Linked DNA regions of Mus musculus: region 1 is linked to region 2. Evidence: chromatin contacts called from public HiChIP or PLAC-seq data. All regions are on one chromosome and are shown on one strand. Each heading gives the region's core, a stretch centred on a gene start, on an enhancer-like site or on the middle of the called end of the contact. The rest is flanking DNA. Distances are from core to core; before and after follow the strand shown. Region 1 has its middle 6.4 kb from the start of Vapb. Region 2 has its middle 18 kb from the start of Gm36859.

What was found. HiChIP or PLAC-seq counts read pairs in DNA pulled down with a chosen protein or histone mark.
Region 1: a contact with region 2 is called in a FOXA1 HiChIP or PLAC-seq map of pancreatic cancer cells. The contact joins two enhancer-like sites. A contact is called at or near these places in 1 of 115 datasets of contacts at active chromatin or transcription factors (pancreatic cancer cells) and 1 of 9 other capture datasets (liver).

What each region holds. Positions count from the first base shown.
Region 1 is chr2:173,727,977-173,734,274 of GRCm38.p6, forward strand. No RefSeq gene overlaps it. Among named protein-coding and RNA genes, the nearest start is that of Vapb, 6.4 kb to the right of the region's middle. Within about 2 kb of position 2,550, at least 110 of the 459 cell types and tissues checked have an H3K27ac peak or open chromatin away from gene starts, as enhancers often do. A contact at or near this core is called in pancreatic cancer cells, where this site is marked.
Region 2 is chr2:173,305,944-173,313,108 of GRCm38.p6, forward strand. No RefSeq gene overlaps it. Among named protein-coding and RNA genes, the nearest start is that of Gm36859, 18 kb to the left of the region's middle. Within about 2 kb of position 1,823, at least 147 of the 459 cell types and tissues checked have an H3K27ac peak or open chromatin away from gene starts, as enhancers often do. A contact at or near this core is called in pancreatic cancer cells, where this site is marked.

The DNA.
Region 1 (6,298 bases), core at 1,300-3,799, 420 kb after region 2:
AACTTGTAACATTTCATAGTCTCAAATCTGAGGCACCATCTCAGGTTATGTGAGCAGCAGTGACCAGTGCCTTAGCTTGTGAAGAGCTAAACTGTGGGTGTCCCGCGCTCAGAACCAAGGCTGGAGTAAGGTCCCATGACAAAACACTTTGCATTCATTTTGCATCTGATTCTGAACTCAGGAATCCTTACTATTGCCAACATTTTCCTAAGGCCACTTTCAGCTACACGGCCCGAGGTGTAGAAACCAGGCTCTGTCTGGCCATTTATTTATTTGTATAGTTACAGATACAAGTCTATTTTCTTTTTTACTTTTGTTTTGTTTTTGAATCATTATTTGTTGATTTATTGACTGATAGGTGAGGTGGAGGTGGCAGGGTAGAGGTTGAAGACAGCTTACTCGACTCAGTTGTCTCCTTCCATCATGTAGGTCCCAGGATACAGGGTCAGAGGTCAAGGGTCAGACTCAGCCCATCAGACTTGGCATTGACTGCCATTTCCATATACATATATTCACATATATGTATATATTTGCATATATCTAATTTCTGACACAAGGTCTACTATGTAGCCCAGGCTGGCTTAATGCCCACAAAAGGCTATGTCTTTTTGCAGCTCCTGCTAAGCTCCGTAGCTATGTCATGTGATTTTGTTACTCAGACCCTCTAAGCTTTGGCCATTAGGATCTCCTTCAGCTGGCCTTTGTTCCCACTGTTTCAGCTTTGTCCTTGCTCCCCAGTCCTGTCTGTTATCTCAAGGCTTGTCTCCTATATTCCTTCCCTGGACCATGAGTCATTCTTTCTCTCCCAAGAACCTCCGTTGTCTTAGGGATGGAATGGTATAATGAACATGGGACTGAACCTCGGAACAAGAACACACATCTGTGTGAACAACGTCTGAGTTACTTTTCTACTGCTGTGATAAAACAGCATGGCTGGTGGGGGGGAGCAACTTATATGTTCTAGTTTGGCTTAATTTGTTTAATGTTTAGTTCGGCTTACAGGTTCAGAGGGTTAGAGTCCATGACAGTGAAGTAAAGGAACAGTTGAGAGTTCATATCTTGATCCACAACCATGAGGGAGAGAGGGAAGGAGAGAGAGAGAGAGAGAGAAGGGGGAAGAGAATGTTCTGAGTCTTTTGAAACCTCAAAGCCTGCCCCCAGTGATGTACCACTTCTAATAAGACCACACCCCCTAAGGTCATGCCCCCTAATCCTCCCCCAAACAGTTCTACCGACTATGGACCAAGTATTCAACCCTATGAGCCTATGAGGGGCATCGTCATTCAAACTATCACATCCCATTACCTGGACACCATAGGCTCCTAGCCATATCATAACGCAAAATGTACCTAGGCCAACTTCAAAAGTCCTGATAGTCTTCCACAGTCTCAACACAATTTACAAATCCAAAGTCTTTTCTGAACTTATCTGGGGGGAATCTTGAGGGCTCTCTCTCTCTTCTCTCAATCTCAGATCAGCCCCCTGCGTCCCCCCAATCCCCTTACGTGTTTCAACACAAGCTCTGGCTTTGGCCTTAAACTTCCTTCTGCTCCCTTTTTCTTCTCAACTGTACCTTTTGTATTTCCTTTCCTCCCACTTTCCTTCTCACTGGAGACCTGCCTAAGACAGATGATGACTAATAACAAAGCACAGAGACTTCTTAAGCCTGCCACTGTCTTCAGAAAAGATGCCAGGGGCTGCCAAGATAGTTCAGCCGTTAAGAACACATGCTTTTCTTGCCGAGAACCCAAGTTCAATTCCCGGCACTCATGTCAAGGGGCTCACGACCACCTGAGACTCCAACTTCAAAGGGATCTGATACCTCTGGCATCTGAGGATCCTTGCACTCATGTGCATAAAACCACGCTCGCTCGCTCACACACACACACACACACACACACACACACACCTAAAAATTACTTTAAAAATCAACAATAACAAAACAACCACCAAACTTGCAGTTGTTGTCCACAGTGCTTAATATTATCAACTTGACAGGCTCTGGAGTCACCTAGGAAACAAACCTCTGAGTACTCATGTGAAGGAGCTTCTAACGGGCCAAATGAGGTAGGACCCAGTCTTAGCATAGGTGAACCATTCTGTGGCCTGGGTGCCTGGAGTATATGAAAGGAGAGAGCAAGCATCATCACAAGAGAGAGTAAGGAATCTAAAGGAACTGTCATTTCAAAGCCATCATGAGTGGAGGTGGCTCGGGCACACAGAGGTAGCTTACCCCAAATTCCACACCCCAGTGTGTAAGCAGCTTCATGAGGTGGTTTTTTTTGTTGTTGTTGTTGTTTTTGTTTTTTTATATAGTTTTACAGAACAAAGAAAGGCATAGATCAGAGCAAGGCTAAAATACATTGCTGAGTCCATCAGGGAGGCAGGCACAGTGAGATGAGGGAAGATTTTTCTATAGGCTCATGGTGCCATCTGAAACACGCTTAGCTCTTCGATTGATGGAAACTAGCAGTCAGCTAGGTTACTAGATTCTAAACAGTCTTTACCTATGAGTCACAGGATGTTATTTCTGACACACACACAGAGAAGGAGTGGCTGTTCCAAAGGCCTAGAACTAGCCTGAGATAAAGCGGGTAGCCTTTGGACCTGCAACATTCCAATCTCCCCTCATTGCTGAGATTCTAATTAGCCCGTCAGTCTCTGCAGACACAGCTTCTATTCAGGAGCTTTCGCTCACACAAGCTGAGAACCAGCAATCATCCCTGGCTCCTCACCATGGAGACGATGAGACCAGCCCCTCACATTCCTGCTCAGTGTGATGGACGGCAGCAACGAGAGCCCACAAATGAGAGTCACCATCAGGCTTTTGCCAGTGCAAGAGAAAGAAGACAACCGGCTGTTGCTGAGGCTGTGAGGGAGGTTCGCGGCTGCTTAGCTACAGGGCAGTCAGTAATTGCAATGTCAGCTCCACCCCTATAATTCCAGGACTCAGGAGGCTGAGGCAGAGGAATGGAGAGCACAAACCAAGTTATATAGCAAGACACGCTCTCAGATTTTTTTAAAAAAATGTTTATCATGTTTAAAGAAAGGAAAGTGGGTGGGAGACAGGGAACTGGTATCTCTCTGTGGGTTTGCAACTGCCATTTCTTGTCAGGTAAGGCTCCCGACATGTCCCACCAGGACAGGTACTTAAGAAAGCCATCACAGCAGGAATGAGGAATGAGGGCACCGGGAAGACTTGCTGCTCGTGTCTGTCACTGTCAATTTAGCAATGGCCCTTTATCCAGCAGCATAGCGTCACAGTCTCCTGATGTTTCTTATAATCCCAGAAGTAACCTATTGTGTGGGGTTCCCCCTCTACATTGAAGCAGTTCCACCTGGGGGGAGAAGGCAGTCTGGTGGAATTCAGGAAACACACAAGGTTCAGAAGGCCCATAAACCTTACAACCCGCAGGAAGGTCAGAAAGGTGTAAGATTCGCAAGGCCCTAACGTTACAGATACCGAGGACCTGCTGAGCGAGAGGAGCTTTTTCAATGGGGCTGCCTAAAATCTGGACCGCTAGCTCCAGGGATGCAGCGTCCCTGGGTTGTTACTCATGCTGTGGTAGTCTTGAGCCATCCATGTAACCCCTCATCTCTGCTCCCGTGCGCAAACCCTCTAAACTACGTGCGTGGGTCACTGGATGAACTTGCAAGAAGAGAGTAGTAGAGTCATTTCTTTAGTATTTCTTTAGCCTTTTGTATGCTATTGGGGATGAATGGGTGTTGGTTCTCATCTTCCTAGGAAGAGTGGTGCATTATAGCCTCAGGGCATTCCTGTAGCAAGCAACAAGGCCCTAGCCAGACTTCTTTCTTGGGGCTCTGTCCACCTCCTTGAGGCTCCTCTGAGCTCTCTTTTAGGGTCTCAGACTCCTGTCTCTTTCACAGTCTCCCTTGGCCTAGGGATGGCAGTATCTCCTGGAGCTCCACCTTTGATTCCTCCAGATTCCTGTGTGGCTTTAGGAACAGGGCCTGGCTGAGCTGGACACCAACAGGGCTCCACACAGCTAATGAGAGCCAACCAAACACATCTACCGTCTACTTGGCTTGACTGACATTGACTGATGATGCTGCAGAGATCTTAACACTACAAATGGGAGTTATTCTGGCTCCTACGAAGCCAGTTTCCTATGAAACACCGGGTACCGATATCACTGCCAATTGCATGCCATAGTCATCTGCCACAGATGTGGAGAGCCCTGCAACTGCTGTGATGATGGAGCAATGAGGACTGGAGGACCTGGGGAGGGACAGCTATTCGGAGGCCATGGGGCAACTGTGGGAAGCAAATGGCAGGCGCCAGCTTTTGTACTCCCAGCTTAAATCACAGCCAGAGAAACAGGGGTTCCATAGAAAGGCAACCCTTTCAAACTCGATGAAAATCACACCCATGATCTAATAGGCTTGTAACAGGTCAACTGGACATTACCATCTATCAGAATCACAAGAGTATATGTGGCTGTCTACTCGTGTGGCTGAGAGATGATCAGGAGCACAAAGACACAGTCAGAAGCACAGATTTATGGACAGGAGCAGTGCTAATCAGGGATACAGTTGTATGGGCAGGAACACAGGTGCATAGTCAGGAACACAGGTGCACAAACAGGAACACAGGTGCACAAACAGGAACACAGGTGCACGAACAGGAACACAGGTGCGTAGACAGGAACACAGGTGCATGGCCAGGGGGTGCATGGTCAGGAGCACAGGTGCATAGTTAGGAGCACAAGCGCACTGAACAGAAACCTAGGTGCATTGTCAAGAATACAGGTGTGCAGTGAAGACGCACAGTCAGGAGCACAGGTGAACGGATAGCAGGAGCAGAGGCACACAGCTGTGAGCTCAGCTGCTCGGAACAGGAATATAGGTGCACGAGCAACAACACAGTCTCATGGCCAGAAGCACAGACCATGGGCAGAGAGTAGAGATGTAGAAGTCTGGTCACCAGGTCTAGGGATGCTTCTCAAGGTGGGACATTCCCCTGAGAAGGTGTCATCACAGCAGTGGTTCTGGAGTAATGAAGCAGGCACCCAGAGGACAATATCCTTCCCTTGTGCCCCTGCCTGCTCAGTGGGTCTGTTTACAAAGCGGCCTTTGTGGCAGGTAGCTCAGGTTCCGTATGACCTTCCTTTCTCTCAGACTGGTCTGGGTACTGTTATTGCTGAGTACCTAGAAAGCCAACACCAAAGCTATGTTATGCCATGCCTTAGGGGAGGGGGAGGAGAGTATGAAGTCTGTTACAAACCATGTGGCCAAGCAGATAGATAAAGGGACACAGCAGAGCTTGTGGGCGTGCAGTAAGTGACAAATGAAAAACTATCTGAGAGGGTTACCTGCAGTCGAAGGGACAACAAGCCACCAACAGAAAGGTCTAGAATTGTCTGCAATCTGGTCAGGGTGGAATCCAGAGGCCTGGGCTGGATGCTCTAGGATACTACCTAGCATTCAAGAGCCTCCTGTAACAAACAAACGAATGAATGAATGAAAGGGAAGGGAAGGGAAGGGAAGGGAAGGGAAGGGAAGGGAAGGGAAGGGAAGGGAAGGGAAGGGAAGCGAAGCAAAGCAAAGCAAAGCAAAGCAAAGCAAAGCAAAGCAGACCAAGCAAGCAAGCGTATGGACCTGAGGGTAGTGGTCTAAGACTATGATGTCTGCTCTCATGAGGCTGAGGCAGGTGGATCAAGAATTTGATGCAAACCTGGATTATGAAGTGGGATCTGGGCCAACTGAGGTACACAGCAAGACCAAGTCCAATCACAGTGATGACAGTGTGCTATCTTCAGAGTCATGAAGGCTGGCATAAAAAACTGGGACGTTTTACCTCTTCCCTCTCCCCCCCGCCCCCGTCCCTCCCTCACTTATTTACTCTATCAAATGCCAATAATAAATGTCTTATGCTGATACTTGTGACACTGTACCTAGATATGAGTACAAGAACTTTAGCATGGCCACATAGAAGTTTCCTGAACGACAGAAGGCACCTCAGTACATCCTAGCCTTGCTTTCCAGATTCTGCTAATGACGTCTGGACTCATTTTATAAGTTGCTATCGGGAAAACAACCTACAGTTTCAAAAACATCATAAATAAGAATGCCAACCGGAACTCCAGATGTTGAGAGTGAGGCGCTGAGGCTGAGGTGGCATTTGAAAGCGATATTGTCACACACGCTGCACAATGGATGAGCCCTGAGGGACCTCATGCTGTCAGCAGTGGTGGCAGGGAGACACAGGCCAGCACTGCTGCCAGCAGCCTGAAGAGCTTTCTCTCCCTCAGAGACCTCTGCTCAGGTAAAGCCATAT
Region 2 (7,165 bases), core at 573-3,072:
AGTAAGAAGAGAAACTTTTTGTCTATGTGGCATGCAGTGGCTTGGTGCCACACCTGAGTGTCCCAAGGGGCTCACACCAGCCTGTCTGTTATCCAGTGTGCAGGCAATGGCGCCAAGGAGTGAGGCTTTGTATAGAACCGATAAAAGAGAATTTATTGACTAAGATAAGGGCCCTGTGTATCCAACATGGCTGTCTTTCAATAGAAACACTGAGAATCCTGTAGCCGTTTGGTCCACAAGGTTGGGTCTCAGCTGTTGCAGCCTGGTTGAGGAGTCGGGAAAATTATTGAAGAGTTGCTTGACTTCAGTTGGAATCCTGGAGAAACTGGATTTAGTGTTGGCTGCAGCAACAGGATCGATGGTCTTGCTAGCAAAGAGTGGGGGGCAAGCCGGACAAAAAGCAAAGCTTCTGTCTTCCGTGTCCTTTTCTGTGCGCAGCCACCAGAAGGTGTGACCCAGATTGGAATAGGTCTTCCTGCTTCAAATAATCTGATTTTAAAAGCGCCCCCCACGGGCATGCTTAACATCTTGGGGTTCAGCTAATTCCAGATGTGGTCAAGTTGACAACCAAGATGAGCCATCACAGGCTTTGAAGCCAGTGTACCAGTGGTCCAGACCCTGGTGTACCTCAGCCCGAGTGTGAACTAGAGCCTGCCACAACCCTAGGGCTCAGTTTCCTCACAGTAGGGTAAGAACACATGACACACTGTGAGGCTGAGACAAAATATTCAAAAGAAGTGCCAAGCACAGGGTGAACTTGCAGAAAACAGTAGCCTCGAGATTAATTAGTATTGCTTTTGAAATGTTGTATGTGTGTGTATACACATGTACATATGTGTATGTATATGTTTGGTTGAAGAGGACTTCTTGTAGCCAATACTGGCCTCAAAGTTGATATATAGCAGGGGATTTACCTTAAAATTCTGATCCTCCTGCCTCCACCTCCAGAGGGCTAGGGTTACAGGCATGTGACCTTGGGCCTCTAATCCTCTTGCCTCCACCTCCCACCTCTGGGGTTACAGGCCTGCTCTTGTGAGGTGCTGAGGAGAAAACCATGTCTTCTTGAGACTGGACAAGCACTTCATAGCCTCATTGCTGAAATGCTATCAGCAGCTAAGAGTGCCATCAATTGCTCCTAGTGTCCCTGAACAGCGCCGGCCCATTCTTCTCCCTCTACAGATCGCAGTGGGGTGGAATCTCCTAGTGTCCGAGCCTCAACCCATTTTTAGAAGACGCATTCAGGCTTCTGAGTCCTTGGAACTTTGAGCTCCATCTGGGGCTGTCAGGCACCCCTGAGCCCAGCCCACAACCCCATGACTCACCTCTGTTGTCTGGGGAAACCAATCAGCCCAGAAGACAGTCCCGACTCCCCCGGGATCCCCAGCTGCTGCTCCTGGCATGAACAGTGCCACCCGCCACCCCATGCCTGCCAGACACTTGGGCAGGGTGCCAGACCTGACTGCCAGTCCCGCCTGGATGGCAGCAGACAGCATCCCCCCCCCCGCCCCCCGTGTGTGTGTGTGTGTGTGTGTGAGTGTGTGTGTGTGTGTGTGTGTGTGTGTGTGTGTGTGTGTGTGTGTGTGTGTGTATGTGTGTACGCTTTTGCATGCAGCTTATTCTCCCTTCTCGGGGCTGGGTTGTTTTGCTCTGGGCTTCAAATTCATTTTTAGATTCCAGCCTCCTTCCTCCCCTCCATCTCCCGATTCTATTCTTAGAAAGGGAACGGGGCTATGCTTGGGCGTCGCAGTGAAGTAGACAGAAGTTTGCCCACGTGCTCCGGCCGCCTGAGATAGACTTAATTAAAAAAGAGACTTTGAGCGGCAGGTTCACTGGCCGGAAACGCAGCTGGCTGCGGAGGCTGCCACTGCCTGGGGTGCCCATGGCTAGAGACAGCTCAGCGGTGGATGCATGCTCTGGCTGCCCCGCCTCCCCCTCCCCCTCCCCGCCCCCCCACCCCCACCCCCCAGGGCCCAGGCGGGATGCTCCTGGAGTCCGCAGCCCGCCTGATGGGTTATTGGTTAAATATGAACTCTCCAAGCGTGTTGGCTGCTGAAAGATTTTTTCTTTTAATTAGATAAATAAATTTTAAAGGCTATGGGAGCAGGGCTTCCTCCAGAAACCAGAGCCAGCGAAATAAGCTTTGTCTGCTCAAAGGAAGCTGACCTTCCTCAAGACCAGTCTAGGATCTCTCCGGAGGAAAGGCAGGGAGAGGAGAGAAGAAGGGAGGAGGTGGCAGAGAGCAAGAGGAAGGAGAAGGGGGGTTGAGAGCCTCGGGGTCCCAGAGTGAGTGATTATCTGGAAAGAAAGGCAGCTAGTAAGAGGACCAGAACCTGAAGGAGGAACCAGACCAGTAGGTTAAAATCCTAGCTCCGTGCATCCCAGCTGTGTGACCTCAGGCAAGAGGCTTAACTTCTCTGAGCTTCTTTTGTCTTATGTACAAAACAATACGTTTTGTTTTTTAAGCTCCCACTTTAGCAGCCCCTGGACAAGACAGGAAATATTAATTAATCTAAGTTCATCGTGATAATAAAGGTCCCACTATAGAGAAAAGAGGAAACGGAAGGCAAGAGCTTTAGTATGTGGAAGAACAAGCCTGGAAGAGCGAGGCTGGCCAGCTGCATTGTGGGCTTTAAGTGGCCAAAGAGGTTCTGCCTGGACACTTGGGCACTCTGGGGTCACTGTGCCAAAAGAAACAGGAGCTGGAGTTATTCCTGGGCAGGCGTTTGGGCACCCAGACTCAGCTGGGCCCTGTCCATGTGACCCAGCCCAGGAGCCAGGTATGTGATTGAATGACTTTCCAGAAGATTCTTGCTCCGTGTCGGGTTTCTGATCCGTAGAACTGTTACGGAATGAAATAGCTGTTGGATGTTAGTACCCAGCAATAAATCGTAGAAGAAACAGGTGTGTTGGACAGCGTTATGTTGCTGTGACGAAACACCTGAGGCAAACACTTTAAAAGCAGGAAAGGTTTGTGTGGTTGGTAGTTTTCATTGAGGCCAGTCTCAGCTGCTCAGCTGTATTGGTTTGCCTCTGGGATGTCGTGGCACTCAGAGTGTGAACCAATATCCCCAAGGCCAGGCCCCTGAGTGGACTCACTTCCTGTTAGGCCCACTGTCCCCATCCCAGCAGCCCCACAGGCTGGAGGCCATGCTGTAGAGATAGATGATCTTAGGCAGGTTGGCATCCTCACCCAGGGGATAGCCTCCCTTTGATTTCCCAGGATAGTGATCCAGTCTTACTGATTATTAGAAATCACAGAGCCATTAGTATAATGTAAACAATCACTTTTAAGTTCACCATTCAGTAACTTTCCATGGCTCCACGTGTTTACACCCATGGTTATGCTCCATGTAACCACCGAATCTCACGGCTACACTTCCAGGACCCACCAGCTGCTTCCAAAATGGCTGGACTGTTTTATGTGCTTACCATGTGGAACCAAGTGCGGAACCAGTGTGAACCAAGGTCTTCGTGGTCTGGCCAGTCTTTACCGTCCATTTAAAAAGAATTCTAAGGCCAGGCAGTGGTGGCGCACGCCTGTAATCCCAGCACTTGGGAGGCAGAGGCAGGTGGATTTCTGAGTTCGAGGCCAGCCTGGTCTACAGAGTGAGTTCCAGGATAGCCAGAGCTGCACAGAGAAACCCTGTTTAAATAAATAAATAAATAAATAAATAAATAAATAAATAAATAAAAGAATTCTAGGCTGGGTCTTCCAGTACATACCTGTAAGCCCGGCACTCAGGAGCCAGGGCAAGAGGATCCTGAGGTCTTGCTGGGTAGCTAGCCCACCATTCTTGGCAAGCTGCAGGCCAGTGAGAGGCCTGTCTCAAAAGACAAGGTGACCTTTATTGTATCCTAGACGCATAGCTCTCACCCCTCATCAAGGAAAACTTCTCTTTGCAACACACAGACACCATTCCAGAAGCCCACAAGCAATCAAAATACAGAGCTGTGGAGCCCAATCCCAGCGGATATACCTACAACAGAACTCCCGCATGTAAGCCTCCGGGATACTTGCAGAAAAGAGGGTGAAAAGATCGCGAGAGCCCGAGTAACAGGGAGTTTGCCAGCACTAACAAGGCAGTGTGTCTCCTGGGAATGCCAGATGCTGAACCCTTGAAGTCTCACCAACATGGCTGTCTAGACATGACCTGAACAAGGAGAACACCACTAGACGTGTTCATGTGGGTCAGGGAAAGCCCAGGGTTCCTCAGCCCCACACAAGGACTAGAAGCAACTAAGGAAGCTGAGAGGAGGAGAACTAGTCTTTCCTCAGAGAAGGCACGCCAACAGGGTCTCCGGTACCAAACAGTCAGCTCCGAAAACATACATACAAGTAGCCGTATATGGACTGAGCAGGTTGTAATTATCATTTACAAAACACACATACACGCACACACATTATCCTCCACACATGCATACACACACACACACACTCAAACGTATCCACGCATACTAACACACACTAAGACACACATATACACATACTTACACACATGTACACAAATACATATACACTCAAATGGACACACATACACACTAACACACACACACATATATATACACACTCAAATACACACATGCACACTCAAACACACACACATACTGACACACATATACACATATACACTCATACTCACACACATACACACACATGCATACACTAACACACATACACACAAACGCACACATGCACACACAAACGCACACATGCACACTTATACACATGTACACATACATGCACACACACACATGTGTACCAACATTTACAGATAAAAATGCCTTGAATTTGACAGAGAATGAGAACAAAGGGAGGATCTATAGGAGGAATTGGAGGGTGGAAAGGGACAGGAGGAATGATATAATTATATTATAATCTCAAAAAATTATTTTTAAAAAAGCCACCCAAGGTGAACAATGCCTGAAATTTTCCTTCAGCCCAATACACACACACATACACACACACACACACACACACACACACACACACACACACACACGTACACGTGTGCCCGTGCACTTCTGGCCTATCTGGGGGTTCTGATCACATGGCTGAGTATCTTCTCACAGGCTTGCTGTCTGTCTATATTGATCCTGGTGTGTGTGTGTGTGTGTGTGTGTGTGTGTGTGTGTGTGTGTGGTCATGCTGGCTTGGCTCTGAAATGTCCCCCAAAGGCTCGTGTATTTGAACACTTGGTCTCCAGCTAGTGGACGGTTTGGGAGGTTGAGAAACCTCTGGGTCTGCAGCCTAGCTGAAGGAAGAGTGATGCACCAGGGGCAGGCCTTGAAGGCAACATTGCTTGTTGGTTCCCGCTCCAGTTCTCTGGGGTGCAGATACATTGCCATGGCTGCTCCCCAAGTCCCCAGAGCCTCACGTGGAGCTTCTCCAGGGTTTTCCCTACCACACAAACATCGCCCCACTTAAGCCGCATCTTGTAGGTGTTTTGTCAGGGTGACAGAAAAAGTGACTGAGACCGAATACAACCATGATAGAACGTTGAGTAGAAACAGCTTAAGGGGAAAGGATTTATTTTGTTTCAGGGTGTCTTCGTGTAGTCCCGCTCTGTCCTGCAGTTAAACACATCTTCAGTGGAGGGTACTACAAAGCAGGCTACTCACCTTAGGCAGCCAAGAAGCAGAGTGTGTGTGTGGGGGGGTGTGCGGGGGGGGGGGGGCTGGAGATAAGTGCAAAGCTCCAGCTCCAGGGACCTCTTCCCTGCACCAAGGCTCCAGCAGTGCCCGCAATGCTGTCAGATTACAGATCCACCAGCAAATCTAGCCATAGGTGAACTAGAATCCTGGTCAATAGATCCTCAAGCCCTGGCAGCTGGCCACCAATTAGCATTTAGGGCATCCCAGATTGAGACCCTAGTAGAACCTCTCGATTTTGTACCTGGGACTTCTGCAGGGTCTGATATGGTTCACCTAGCCCTCCATCTTCTGGAAGGCTCTTTACCTGGGTCTGCCTCCTGGGCTGGGTTAACCTGAGGAGGCCTGCACAGGAGCCTCAAGCAATTCCAGTCTCCTCATGGCACAGCCACCTCTGCATTACACGGCTCAGCTGTGGGGAGAACAGAGGTTGGCCAGGCCTTCTCTGGCACTTCTTCGGGATAAGGGTCTGAGTGATGAGCCCAGGACAGGGCTAAGCTAGAGGCAGTGTGTAGGTGTCTGCTGTGGAGGGAGAAGAGGGGCCTTGGAGGAAGGCAGCCGTCAGTGACTGATACTACCTACTTTTGCCAGAGGCTCCTTGGGAGTAGAAGAACCTCAGGTGCCTGGGCAGTAGTGTCTACTCTGGCGTGCTCTGACCTAGGTCTTGTGGAGTGAGAGCAAAATCAACAACTATATTGGTGCATTCCAGTGAGTGTGAGAGTGTGTGTGTGTTTGTATGTGTATGTATGTTTATGTGTGTTTGTGTGTGTGTTTGTATGTGTATGTATGTTTATGTTTGTGTGTGTGTGCATGTTTGTATGTATATGTTTGTTTTGTATGTGTATGTATGTTTATGTGTGTGTGTGTACATGTTTGTGTGTGTATGTTTGTATGTGATGTATGTTTATGCTTGTGTGTGTGTGTGTGCATGTGTGTGTGTGTGTGCATGTGTGTGTGTGTGCATGTGTGTGTGTGTGTGCATGTGTGTGTGTGTGTGCATGTGTGTGTGTGTGTGCATGTGTGTGTGTGTGTGCATGTGTGTGTGTGTGTGCATGTGTGTGTGTGTGTGCATGTGTGTGTGTGTGTGCATGTGTGTGTGTGTTTATGCGTACCTGGGTACCGCCTTGAAGACTTGGTCTGTACCCTCCTAGGCAGTGCAATGCCCACCCAGGAGATGGAGTTCCACTGCCATCTTGGCCAGGGAAGCTTCTGCTCCAATCTCCTGCTGGCAGTGCATCTAGGTTCTTAGCCCCTATAGCTCAGAGTAGTGATCTGAGATCCCTCCCTTCCTCCCTCCCTCCCTCCCTCCCTCCCTCCCTCCCTCCCTCCCTCCCTCCCTCCCTCCCTCCCTTTCATTCTCCTTCCCGACTTGTCTGTCTCTTTTCTCTTCTTCCTCCTCTCTCTCTTTTTGACTCACAGCCCTGGCTCTCCACTGGGGTGATTCTGGCCCTGGAGACAGAGTCTCTTCTGTGACTGTGGCAGTGCGCTGGCTCCAGGGTCAGAGCAGGGCACTGGC